Linked DNA regions of Danio rerio: region 1 is linked to region 2. Evidence: chromatin contacts called from public HiCAR-type data. All regions are on one chromosome and are shown on one strand. The core of a region is the stretch at or near the end of the contact, and the rest is flanking DNA. Distances in the headings are between cores, read along the strand shown. Region 1 holds the start of snrka (SNF related kinase a). Region 2 holds the start of ano10a (anoctamin 10a).

Region 1 (6,675 bases), core at 2,666-5,165, 150 kb after region 2:
AATGATCTGAAAAAGAGAAAATATACAGTGAGCCAACTTCAGTGGGTGCAAATGCCTTGTTGATGCCAGAGGTTAGAGGAGAATGGCCAAACTGGTTCCAGCAGATAAAAAGGCAACAGTAATTCAAATAACCACTTGTTACAACTGAAGTATGCAGAAGAGAGTCAAACCCTGAGGCAGATGGGCTACAGCAGCAGAAGACCACACCGGGTGCCATTCCTGTCATTAAGAACAGGAAACTGAGGCTACAATTCGCACAGGCTCACCAAAATTGGACAATAGAAGATTGGAAAAACATTGCCTGGTCTGATTAGTCTCGATTTGTGCTGCGACATTTGGATGGTAGGGTCAGAATTTGGCATCAACAACATTAAAGCATGGATCCATCCTGCCTTGTATCAATGGTTCAGGCTGAAGCCTGGTTTATACTCGGCGCGTTTGCTAGTTCGCTTGAGTACGTACAATGAATGTGACGTCATCGATGTGTTTGCGGAGATTCACTTTGGGTGCTCACGACATGATTTCAGCTGGCGGAGAGCATGATTTTTTTTTTGAGACTTTAGTCTAAAACGCACGACCAATAATTCTTGGCTAGAAATTGCAACAGCAGTGGAAAAGGAGGAAAGTTGTTGTAAAAAAAAAGATTGGAAAAACTTGAGGAATAAGTTTGTTACAACCAAAAAAAAGAGGCAATGGCAAAAATGGAGACCAGGGTGGTTTTAATAAACAATTAAAGAACATGTTTTTCCACCATTCATAAGGTTAACACAGATGTATATATTACAATTTTAAACTTAAAACATGTAATAGATACAAAACTGAAATGTAGTGCCACAATATCTCTTTGATATCTGGAAATATTTGAACCTATCGGTTTACAATATACTGATGCCTGTTTTTCTAGGCTTTATTGGTAATAATGTTGGACCATTATTGCGTTTTTAGCATATCAGTAGAGGACAAACTAGCCAAACAGTAATGTGTGAATTGTTGAGTGGGTTAAATAAAAAAGGCAGTATTTTTTAGAAAGTGTCGTTTTTTTTTTTTTGCTTTTATTCTTTACCATAATAAAAAATATATTTGTAGAGTAGCCCATGTTCTGTTATTAATAACATTTGAAAAAACTTTAATAGGTAGAACTGTCCGAGATATGAACAAAAGCAAGTAATGCATCAAAGTTTGATTTAAAAAAAATCATGAATAGTTATAAAAATCTTTATAATCATTAAATTAATCTATAAAAATAATACACAACTTGAACGATATTAATGATATTACAGAGTTTCGGAAACTTCCTACTTTTCTGTTTATCCGCTCTACTTTACAGTGGGTTTTTTGTTTTAAAGAATATCACAACGGCAAACACGTCAAGTATAAAAGCCTCGTCCGTTTTGTGAAATGTGCATGCAGCCAGCGGAGGTGCGCGATGAGGCACTAGGTATACATCCAGCTTGATGGTGGTGGTGTAATGGTGTGGGGGAGTTTCTTGGCACACTTTGGGCCCATTAGTACCAATTGACCATTGTGCCAACGCCACCACAACCTACTCAAGTATTGTTGCTGACCATGTCCATCCCTTTCACACGACAGTGTACCCATCTTCTGATGGTTACTTCCAGCAGGATAACACACCAAGTCATAAAGCGCAAATAATCTCAGACTGGTGTCTTGAACATGACAATGAGTTCACTTTACTCAAACGGCCTCCACAGTCAGATATCAATACAATAGAGCACCTTTGGGATGTGCTGGAATGAGAGATTCACATCATGGATGTGCAGCCGAAAATCTGCGGCAACTGTGTGATGCTATCATGTCAATATGGAGCAAAATCTCAGAAAAACATTTCCAGCACTTTGTGGAATCTATGCCACGGAGGATTAAGGCAGTTCTGAAAGCAAAAGGGGGTCCAACCAGGTACTAACAAAGTGGCTGGTGAGATCAGCTTAGCAGTGTCTTTGATTTTGTGTCCTGAAAATCAATGTAATGTAGACCAACAATGACTGAATGATACAGAATTCGTTCCCCCAAAATGCCTTTTGTAGCATATTCGATCCTTGACTTGGAAGGTTTCGTAAATATTCACATTAAATTATTACCAACACATTTATTCATATGTCTGCTTTTTTATCTTTAAATGGTGTACAACATTTCATTTTTTCTCCAAATCATGCTAGCAATTTAGAGGCCTTGCATGTTTCAAATTCAGTACAGGGTTACAGGGATAGTTCACCCATAAAATGTAAATTTACTCCCAAACAGGTTTAGAAACCACCGGAGGGTGTTTCTTCCTCACAAAGTCAGTTAAGAAAATGTTATGACCAAGAAATACTATGGAAGTCAGTGGTTACAGCTCTTACATTTCTTTCTTTTTTAACCTTCTTTGTGTTCGTCAGAAGAAAGAAACTCAAACAGGTTTGTGACAAGTGAATGAGTAAATGATGACAGTTTTCAGTTTTGAGTGAGCTGTCCCTTTAAGGCATGTGTCGCTGTTTTAAACCACTAAGTTAGTCCAAAAGTTATGGTTATTACTCATATAAACAGTACAATCAAATGGCCAGCAGTCATGGGCCCAGGTTTACCTTCTAGGTTGCGTAACAACAAGATTACAGTACAGCAGGCTGAAGGAACGTGCTCCACACCTTACACATTCCACTGTGACATGAGATATATTGATCAAGTCTACAGCACTACAACTGAACCTGATCTCCTGAACTCTACTTGCCTCTGCAATTAAGTCCGAAAGGACTAATGAACAATTAATGCTCTAAGTCAGTGGTTCTCAAACTGTGGTACGTGTACCACTAGTGGTACGCGGGCTTCCTTCTAGTGGTACATGGAGGAATGAAATATGTCATGTACATGCTAAATACATTTCAAAATTTATCAAAAATGATGTATTCAATATGCCATATATGACATATAGCCTATATTTCTGAGGTAATCTGCCACGTTTTTTTTAACTGTGCAGAGTTGTAGCTGCTTTACTGAGCCTACTACACTACTGAATTTCAATACTGCTCATTTAGGTGGTACTTGGAGAGAGAATTTTTTTCTGAGGTGGTACTTGATGAAAAAAGTTTGAGTACCACTGCTCTAAGTGAAGACTTTAAGGCACCAAATCCAGCAAATATCAGCGTTTTAGTGTCCATAACACCATTAGACTAAAACGAAACCTGCAAACACAGACAAGCAGTAATGTGATCACAACAAATGGATATAACCTTTAATGCTGAGAGCTTCAAACCACAGTTACCAAGATACACACTCAACAACATCAGTCTTCTTGATGGGATGCAATTAGGAATGTACATCCTGGAACAAAACAGACTAGTTAACGTCCACCATCACGAAACAATTTCCTAGCGTCGATGCTAACAAATCTACACGTACAAAGAGAGGGAAAGCATCCATGTTTGGTGATGTGCACATAATGTGAAAGCAAACCTCATATGCCCATGCATGCCAGGCCTGATCTGGCCCATAAGCTCCTTACGAGCTCCATGCATCCATAGAGGAAGGGGATATAAATAATAGCTAACTGGCTACACGCTCCTGACACAGTCGGTGATGACCACACATACGCTGAAACCAGGCCGATCCAGCATCGTTTGCTCCCACAGATCATGCATACAGCTGTCAAGAACACAACCGCATTAATGGATGCTGTGTAGCCCACGGTAATATTGTCCTAAACAGATGCTAACCGGCTAACCGTGTTAGCATTCTAACGCACTATCACACAAAGCTTTGACTTACCGCTCGCTCTGGCGAACATTAAAACCACTTGAAATTCCCAAATGTTCAGGCGGCTGTGGAGCCGAAGACGGCAATGGTAAGACCCGGCTGATTGTGAGTCCAGCCCCGTGTGTGTGTGCGTGTGTGTGTGAGGTTTAGTACTGATCAGTGTGTGTGTATGTGTGGAGAGACTGCTGGTGGAAGTGCGACTCTCAGCGCTTCTCGCTCTCCGCCCTGAAAACCCGTGAACTGCACAGAAGCGTTGGATGAGACACATTGCGCTGAGCTGCACTGACAAAATACCACCAACAGGTGGCGCGACGTGGCCAAGCCCGTGTTTTCGCAATTTTCCAGGGTGCAAATTTCTCCTTCATGTTAAAACAACGTTAGGAGTCGGTGTTTCATTTGCAAACATAGTATTTAGTATATTTAAACAATGCTGCAAATGAAGAGAATGAGAATTGTTACATTGCAATGCATTCTGGGAATTTTGGATGAGGGAACCTGGATCCCATTTAATTTTATGGTATCTATACTCTGAATTGCAGTAAACTGTAAGCGCTGACATTTCAAATAAAGCAGAAAGTCGTATATGAAAAGGATTACAGACATTACAAATAAGCCTGTTCATTAATTTAATATGTTACCGGCAGCTAGCTCTCTGCAACTCTTACATGGTCACCCACTGAGCTAAGCAGGGCTGCGCCTGGTCAGTACCTGCAGGGGAGACCACATGGGAAAGCTAGGTTGCTGCTGGAAGTGGTGTTAGTGAGGCTGGCAGGGTCTGCAGTCTGTGTGGGTCCTAATGCCCCAGTATAGTGATGGGGACTCTATTGACCTTATTCTCCGCAGACGAGCGGGCGCTGCCATTTGAATCTTTTTAGAACGAGACTTCCGGTCTCATTCACTTCCATTCATTTTTAGACATTAAAAACTGCTCGTTTCGCTGTTTGATCTTGCAAACTGATATTTCCTTGTTATATTATTCTACTTGGTCTGTATAGTCATGCAAACATTTGTTTGTAGAGCAAGTAGTTTGACCGTTTTTTGCCGTTTATTATTCCTTGTCATTTCCCCCATAGGCGACTGAAACGGAAGTTCTAAGACAATCGCGAAAACAGGCGCACTTCCACATTTTAGAATAAGGTCAATACTCTATCCGCTTGTTAAGTGTGACGTCACGCGAAGCGGCTTCCGGGCCCAAGCGCTCTATTCAACTAAATGGGGAGACTCATGAAATTGTAATAATAAACGTTTACAAAGCGATTTAATGCTTTCGAAAATCACGATCGCAGTATATATATGTCCATGCCTAATATCCGATGGCCAGAAAGTGATACATTTTTTATAAATTGTAAAATTTTGGTATTTGTTATGCAGCAAGCCCAGAGATTGTTGTGTACACTATGACTTTATGTAAAATTAACTTTAATTTGTGATAGGAATACAACGTGATCATAAACGAATGATTTCTCCACTCAAATGAATGGCGGCTTGGACCCGGCAACAGTATTACATACGTCACAAACATGTCACCACTTAACAAGCGGATACTCAATGAGCGCTGTCTTTTGGATGAGAGGTTAAACCGAGGTCCTGACTCTCTGTGGTCATTAAAAATCCCAGGATGTCTTTTGAAAAAGAGCAGGGGTTTAACCCTGGCATCCTGGCCAAATCTGCCCACTGGCCTCTGTCCATCATGGCCTCTTAACCAACTCTGTCTCCTCCACCAATCTGCTAGTGTGTGGTGTGCGGTCTGGCGCAAAATGGCTGCTGTCGCGTCATCCATGTGGATGCTGCACACTGGTGGTGGATGAGGAGATTCCCCCCTATGTGTAAAGCGCTTTGAGACCCAAGAAAAGCGCTATATAAATGTAAGGAACCTCTGCATTGCATCTGTGCTTGGACACATAATATTATGAAATGCAAAAATATTCAGCTTCTCAGACACCAAAAGAGCATTTATAAAGAACCAACGGTGTTTGTTAGATGTTTTTCAAGAATGTATTACTATATAAAACAGTCTGCTTTTACTGTGGTGATTTGTAATGTTTTACATTGTGCGCTCTGAGCATGCCTGTAGCCTAAACATGGCGGAATACAACTTCACCATGGTATAGATTCATAGATTCCCAAAGTGGCTTGTTTGAAAATTATATTCAAACTTTTCTTCAAAGACAAATAAACAGCTATTGTACTTTGCTTCTGTCTAAAAGGGTTAATGCTGTTTAAATACGGATGTGTCTAGTGCACATTAATGGTCCAGTGCAGCCTTCACACAGTCGCATGCCCTTTACTGTGGCTGACACCAGCTGCACATCCACAGGTTCACGCCTCTGAATGAGCAAGTTTCATCCACTTGTACAGTAATTAGCATTACAGGAATTTCTGGTGTAAACAAAACACCCGCAAAGAAACACGACAGAAAACACTGAAACAGAAACCCCACTGTCAGCTTCGAAGGGATTATTGACAGAGCAAGACAAACAGAATGCAGAAGTATAAATGCACAGCTACGTGCAAGTCATGCATTGTGGGTTACGTTACTCATTCAACGCGGAAGTACAAGGCTTGGACAATGAAACTGAAACGACTGCTTTTAGACCACAGTAATTGATTAGTATTGTGTTGGACCTCCTTTAACTTTATATTTCAACTTACTTGACCGGAAATAAAAAGAATGAACATGAATGTTGTCAAGATTCTTGTTCCTGAAATCCTGGCTCAGTTTGAAAAACTACAAATACCTTTTGTTCCTGAGTCTGTAGTAGGTACTCTAGATGTTTTTTACTGGTCTGATCAATTAGCACAACCCAGCCCTGGAGTTTCAAGCCTCAGACCGGCCCACCTCAGTTCACGACTGACTACATTAAAATAAGGTCATTTCCAATTCAGTTTCTAATTACACTATCACGTCTTTTTTTGAGAAAAAAGCTG
Region 2 (6,809 bases), core at 3,496-5,995:
AAATCTGAAACTCTCATTCCTAATTCAGCTCCAAAGAGCAAACATGAGGCAGATAAAAACGTTGAATGAATGATTGAATGTAGATAGATAAGTACAAAGACAGACAGAGAGAAAAATTAATAGAACCATGTATAAAAAGTTTGTACATTACAGTGTCCATGTTACACTTGTGTCTTGTTTCTATTCCAACTATCTAAAAATAATTGCATATAATGACAAACAAAGAAAGTTGTCCTATTTTCAGAAATACGTAAAAAAAACAAAATGAAGCTTTTCCAAAATAAGCTGCAAAATTTTTTCCAAAATAAGGATTAGTAAAATATTCATTTTTGCTTCGGTATATTTGCAGGTTATTATGCTTATTTTAAAGAAAAACTCACTTAATTTTCACTTTATATTTCTGAAAAAAGATGATATCTTTCACTTTGTCTAGAAAATGCTTCTTTATATAAACATTTTTAGATATTTGGATGATCCAATCAGGATTTTTGCAGCCGATAGTACTGATGCCTTGTTGTGGTAATCGGCCGATACAGAGTACCGTTCTGATGCTTCAAGCTTTATAACACATGAAGTACATTTTCCCTTTAAGATTGATACTTAAGTGGAGATCTTTTCTTACCCAAGAGAATAATTTAGGGATGCTGTATTTCATCCCTTAAACAAGTCTCTAACCATTATTATTAAGTATTCATTATAAGTATATTATATTCTAATATGATTATATTATAAGACTAACAATGCAACTTGGAATGCAATTTATGCAACTAAACATGTCTCAATCAAGAAAACGTTTGGAGCGCATATTTGATGCGTAAGAAGTTGAAATGCACACCTATGAATCAAATACTTCTTTATTTAAAGGAAGTAGGTCTATAAATTACTTACGTAATTTTTACATAAAATGCCCATAATGATGCTCTAAACGGGGTGGAGTAACAACTACTTTAGAGAAGAACCCCATCATTTCTTTGTGCAAATAATATTGTTTTATACGCACATGCATAAACAATATTAATAATAATAATAAGTAGGATTTTGTTTATTTATTTTTAATTTTTGGAAAATTCCACTTTTATAATTCGACACATGCAAACCACTGCAGAAATGTTCAAACCAACAGGCTCATGTCATATACAGTAGGCTACATTTCTTAATAAATAACCTACTAAAAAATTTAAAGCATTAACATGTACTTTGTTTTTTGTTTTCACAAGCTTTGGAGGTGTAACATAAATTCCGCTTTTAAATAATAGGTTGCCTATAGCTTTCATCATGACACGGGCCACAGCTGTGTTCAAAATGACATTAGTGTCTTCAAAGTGCACTGCGAAGGGAACGCAATTGCAAGGATCGCTAAAAATGTTTTTTTTTTTTTTTTTATAATTTCACGTTTAAATGTTGGAATGCTCTAAATTAATAGGGCATAGGGGGATAAGTGGAAATAGAGCACAGCCAGGAACTATGTTTTTAACTACAGCTCCAGTGGTGTAGTTGCAAGTGTACAAGTTTGCAACTCGGTTTGTGAATGTTCGTTGGAACGATGGATTTGGGTAATGCCAAATCAACAAATTATGTTTGTAACGAACTTGCGACCTTAGTTGGCTAACGATGGTTTTCAGAAATGCACCACAGATCAGCGAGTACCAATCAAGTCATTAGATGTGATTATCAATCCGATATCGATCTCTGGTTGATCAATCAGAGCCCTAATTTGGACTAGAAATTAAACAAAAAAACTGCAGTGAATTATATGATAGTTCAATACATTACTAAACTATTACAAATATCTGATGGTATCAATAAATAAATAAATAAATAAATAAATAATGCACATTTATTCAACAAACTCATATACTGATTAAAAAGTGATGATTCTTAATGTCCCAAAACTTAAATGAAACCAAAACAAATAAGAAGTCCACTTTCTATAACACATGCAATGTTATGCACTACATAACGGTCATAAACCATGTCATCAACATGTCATCAAATATAATGTTATAATAACTGATTTAATAACTGTTTGTAATGAAAAAAATTCAGATTTTTTAAATGCTCCTTGAGAAATGACACTAAAACACTATTAGGAAAAGAAGAAAAACCACAAAGAGAAGAAAACATTTAGTACATCCAATCAAACTATGTGAAAAAAAAGATTTGAAGATTTGATTTAGAAAACCGGTTCCCATTCAGTAGCCTATAGGTTGTGAAAGGACTGTGTTTATGTAATAACATGAACACTGTAAAGCGACCATATACTGATGCGTTACATGGTATGGACACTTAGTAGAGTTAGTCTGTAAATTATATTTGGACATATTTTACCTTACTTTCTTGTCCAAGAAATAGAAAACGCTGTAGAAGAGACTATGAATACCAAGTAATATCAGTGCACGCTGTGCCAGTCTAAAGCCAAGAGAATGTGAAATCAAACGTCTGTCAATCAAAGACATACTGTAATAATTATATCACAACACACACACACACACACACACAATCAATACAGGCAATTAATTATTAGAGAGTTTGGTGTTAAAAGAGAAATTAACATGTGAGAATGAAAAGAAAGAAGTAACATGCAGACATACACTCACACACAAACACACACGCACTCGAAAAAATTATGTTTGATGTTTGTTCAAACTCATTCGTTCATAAATTTTCCTCTGGCTTAGTCCCTTTATTCATCAGGGGTTGCCAAAGCGGAATGAACCGCAAACTTATCCAGTATTTGTTTTACACAGCGCATGCCCTTCCAGCTGCAACCCAGTACTAGGAAATACCCATACACTCTCAAATTTACACAGATACAATACGGCAAATTCACCTATATCGCATGTCTTTGGACTGTGGGGGAAACTGGAGCAACCGGAGGAAACCCACGCCAATGCAGGAAGAACATGCAAACTCCACACTGAAACGCCTATGATTATGAAAAGTTCTGTATGATTTATACACTTTTGAGAGGTGGGAACATCAGCAATGTCCTCGTAATATCTGTGTAATAAACTTTTGTGTCCTGAAACACACAATGATGTTTGCTGTTTGTTCAAGCTACTTATTTAACATAAGCTGAAAAAAAATTCTTGAGTTTTTATTTTTATTTTCTTTTTTTTGTAAAAACTGAATTGTTTTTATGTTCAATCCACCTAAATCTGTAACTCAATTCCTTCATGTTGTGTCAACACAAATCCCAGCATTTTTCAGGTTTGTTTTTTAGTGCAGGTTTATTTTTCATTAATTCTTAATTTTGGGGACATTCCATAGGTTTCCATTATCTTTATTATCCATTATATTCTATTATTATTATCCATAAATCCAACCCTCACAGGAACCTGTTTAATTTTATTTTCTAAAAGGAAACTCTGTATGAAAAGTTCTGTATGATTCATATGCTTTTGAGAAATAGGAACATCAGCAATGTCCTCATATTTCACCATCTCCTTGTAATATCTGTGTAATATCCATGTCATTATAAACATTTGTGTCCTGACACACACACACACACAGAGAGAGAGAGAGAGAGAGAGAGAGAGAGAGAGAGAGAGAGAGAGAGAGAGAGAGAGAGAGAGAGAGAGAGAGAGCAGCAAGGTTGACTGCAGTTCACTTAGTTTGCAAACTCAGGTGAAAATAAAGAGCAACAATAATAACGTACATTTGATATATAATAAACAGCATTAAGGACTTTTTATATAAATACTTATGTGTTAAGAGCGTCACACTCACCCGGTGTCCGCTAACACAGTCTCCTCAGCCATGTTTTTAACACAGTGTTGTTCTGTCAGACCTGTGCCACAGTCCGAATCAGGAACATACTGTTCTTGTGAGTCGAATCTTTTAACTGAATCAATCGAACGAGTTGAAAAGTGATCTGAACGAACCGAATTAAGTCACAAAGGCAGTGCAGAGAACCAAACATAGCAAGAGATTTTGAGAACAAGAGAATTACAAATTGACAAAAAGAAAAACAGTCAGATATTAGGGATTATATTTTTGCACGAGGACATAAAAATGCTATTACTAAATAAAACAAAAAACAAAAAAACATTATTTGATTCGCTAAACAGTTCTACTATTTCCGAAACACATTACAAAATACATGTATTTTACTTTGTGATTGCTAAAAGAAAACAAACGCTATATTTAAAGAACATAACCAGTCACATAAATCTTCCTAATTTCGTTGTAATTTCTGTAGTGTATCAACAAAACAATTATTAACTTGGTTTAATTACTGTTTCGAATTCAGATTGTGCCAAACTAATTTGTTAATTCGGAACGACATGCATTATGCCTTGTGAATCAATTAGTTCTAAAGAACCGGCTCATTAAAAAAAAGTGATTCACTAGTGTAGATCACGTGACAGAGCGTCAACAGTGAACTCTGATCTACACTTCCCAGTTCTGTAGTGATTATTATCAGCATTAAATGTACAGTTCAGAAGTCGTTTTTTACAGCACACGACCCATTTAAAGCCATACACAATTTGCTATTTTATTTAACGTTAACTCTCTGATATAAAAGTATAATAGCGTGCATGCGAACAAGCCAAATTATCTATTATTTCAGGCACTTTTACTAAGTGCACGATTAAATCAGTGTTGATAAATCACTTGCTCATTCGTGTTTGTATAGCAGGCTTGAGCGGCGGGTGGGTGTGATCTAGAATTAGGGCTGTGTCATCTCGGTGACGTGGAGGAAGTCAGCCTCAACTTTAAACCTCTCCGACCCATACACTTCAAATATCACACTAACCGAATCAGGGGTTTTAAATCAACCGGTTTAAATGGGTGTCTAATGTGCAGGACTGACGTCTATTCGCATTCCGGGCAGCTGATCGCGCGTGCAACACTGTGAGTATACACAGTTTGTTTACATGTCAGTGTTCAGGCCTGACACACGCTTTGTATCATTAATATGCTGTTTAAAAAGCGTTTAGGTATCGAAAAGCGGCAACGAAAGTGACAATTGTAGGTTAACTGTCTGCATGTTTGTAACTGTGGTCTCATATAGCCTTGCATTTGAGTGTTTCCTTGTCGGGCATGTGTGTTTAGCTCCGCCCAGTGATCTGTCATGATGAAGATGAACTCAGATGACTGTCAGGACACTCAAGAAAAGGATTAGCTGTGATGAGAATCACATGCTGTATTTCCCATATCCACAAACTCTGGGAAACCGCTTCAGGTTTATTATTTTGTGCATCTTTCTTTGCCACACCTTTGGTACTTCTCCCCCTTTTTGTTTCAAGATGAATTCCTCTTCAAATATAACGTAATGTTTCCTTTAACAGCTTATGCGGCATTTTAGAAGATGGAGGACTGCCCTTTTTATCAGATACTGTACAGTACATGCATTATTAATCTCTTTAGACAGTGTAACAACAGCAGGTAGATAGATGTAAACAAACACAATGTGCCATGTCTTACTCCTTTATCTGGAATTTATATTGATTTAAGTTGTTATTTTATATACAGTGGTCAACATTCAATGTGGATCAAAACATTTCATGTCCTAAAACTGTTCAACAGCATTGATTATTGTCTTGGGACAATTTTAAAAACTCAAGATTTGAGTTATTCATCAACTTCAAATGTTGTCTACTGTATGTTGCCGATGTTCTAGCTATAGTTTACTCAAAAATGTACATTTCCTCACTACTTTCCCCCCTCACCATTTACTCCATTTGCTTATGTTTATGATTTTTTTTCTGTTGAACACAAAGGAAGATATACTGAAGAATGTTGAGAAAAATAGGCATTCACATCTAGGGTCTGTTCTTCGTACGTGGATTACTCAGTTAGCTGGATTTGGATATTGACGATTTGACATGATCCAGGATCGTTTCGTTCTTCAAAGCTGATCCGAGAGTTGTTGTCATGGCAACAGTTCTGCTAGGTCAAACCTGATCGGGAGCAGGTTCATTCATATAGACAGGATTAGATCGGCTCAGTTCAAGCAAAGAAAATAGATAAAGTATTAATCGAATTCTGATATTTTCTTACAGTAGTAGTTATATACACTTGGGAAAATAGTAAATATTTTTAACTATATATATATATATATATATATATATATATAAAGTTATAGTTATTAATAAAATAAATAAAGTTATATAAATTAATAAAACGTATGCAATCTGCACCCTCGAAATGAAAGTACAAAGACTGCCACCTCGTGGTGCAAAGAGAAAACTTATCGATATGAACTTTTTAGATTGCTTTAGTACAATTTGTGTATAATAGAAATGCACAACATAAAAAAATAAATAATACATTAATGCAGTCGTAAACATGTTTTGATAGTTAATATGACGGTGATTTGATGCTTCACGAAAGTTGCAGACGCCTTTACCAATATGAAAAGGCTTTTGTAAACATCCAGTTATTCTTTACACCGATTAAAAAATGGTTACTATAATAAAGAAAATCTTTTCTAAATGTGGAACTAAATACATTGATATGCACTGAAATACATGATGAATACTCTTGACAAATGAAAGTGTAAAGCCTGCACAACAAATGTGGAAAGTTATTGCGTGTCATATTTATCAAACCATACTGCTAATTTGATGTAATTTTGCTCACATGGATAATTGAATATTAATCAGATGATGTCATTACGCTGCTGTGCCGTCAGCCAATCGTTGCATTGCTGATCATGATTTCGAGGATCGATAGATCTGTCCTTCACAACACACGCAGCGATCTCAGATCAGTTTATCCAGACATTTAAATCTGATTCGCGAACTTGTTTGAAGAACCAAATTAGCGAGAGATCAGTGATCAAGATTAAAAGATCCAGGATT

What was found. HiCAR-type assays count read pairs that join an accessible place to other places.
Region 1: a HiCAR-type map of caudal fin shows a contact between it and region 2, with 5 times the contacts expected there. The contact joins the promoter of snrka here to the promoter of ano10a in region 2. A contact is called at or near these places in 1 of 18 Hi-C or Micro-C datasets (an unstated tissue) and 2 of 4 datasets of contacts at active chromatin or transcription factors (caudal fin and embryo).

The regions. Positions count from the first base shown.
Region 1 is chr16:8,468,252-8,474,926 of GRCz12tu, forward strand. It overlaps snrka (SNF related kinase a), which reads right to left and starts at 3,916. Exons shown (of 6, transcript NM_001193327.2): 1 at 3,760-3,916.
Region 2 is chr16:8,313,136-8,319,944 of GRCz12tu, forward strand. It overlaps ano10a (anoctamin 10a), which reads left to right and starts at 4,746. Exons shown (of 14, transcript NM_001030206.1): 1 at 4,746-4,857. abhd5a (abhydrolase domain containing 5, lysophosphatidic acid acyltransferase a) reads right to left here and starts at 3,820. Exons shown (of 8, transcript XM_005157867.6): 1 at 3,730-3,820; 2 at 2,329-2,409. The coding sequence starts at 3,761.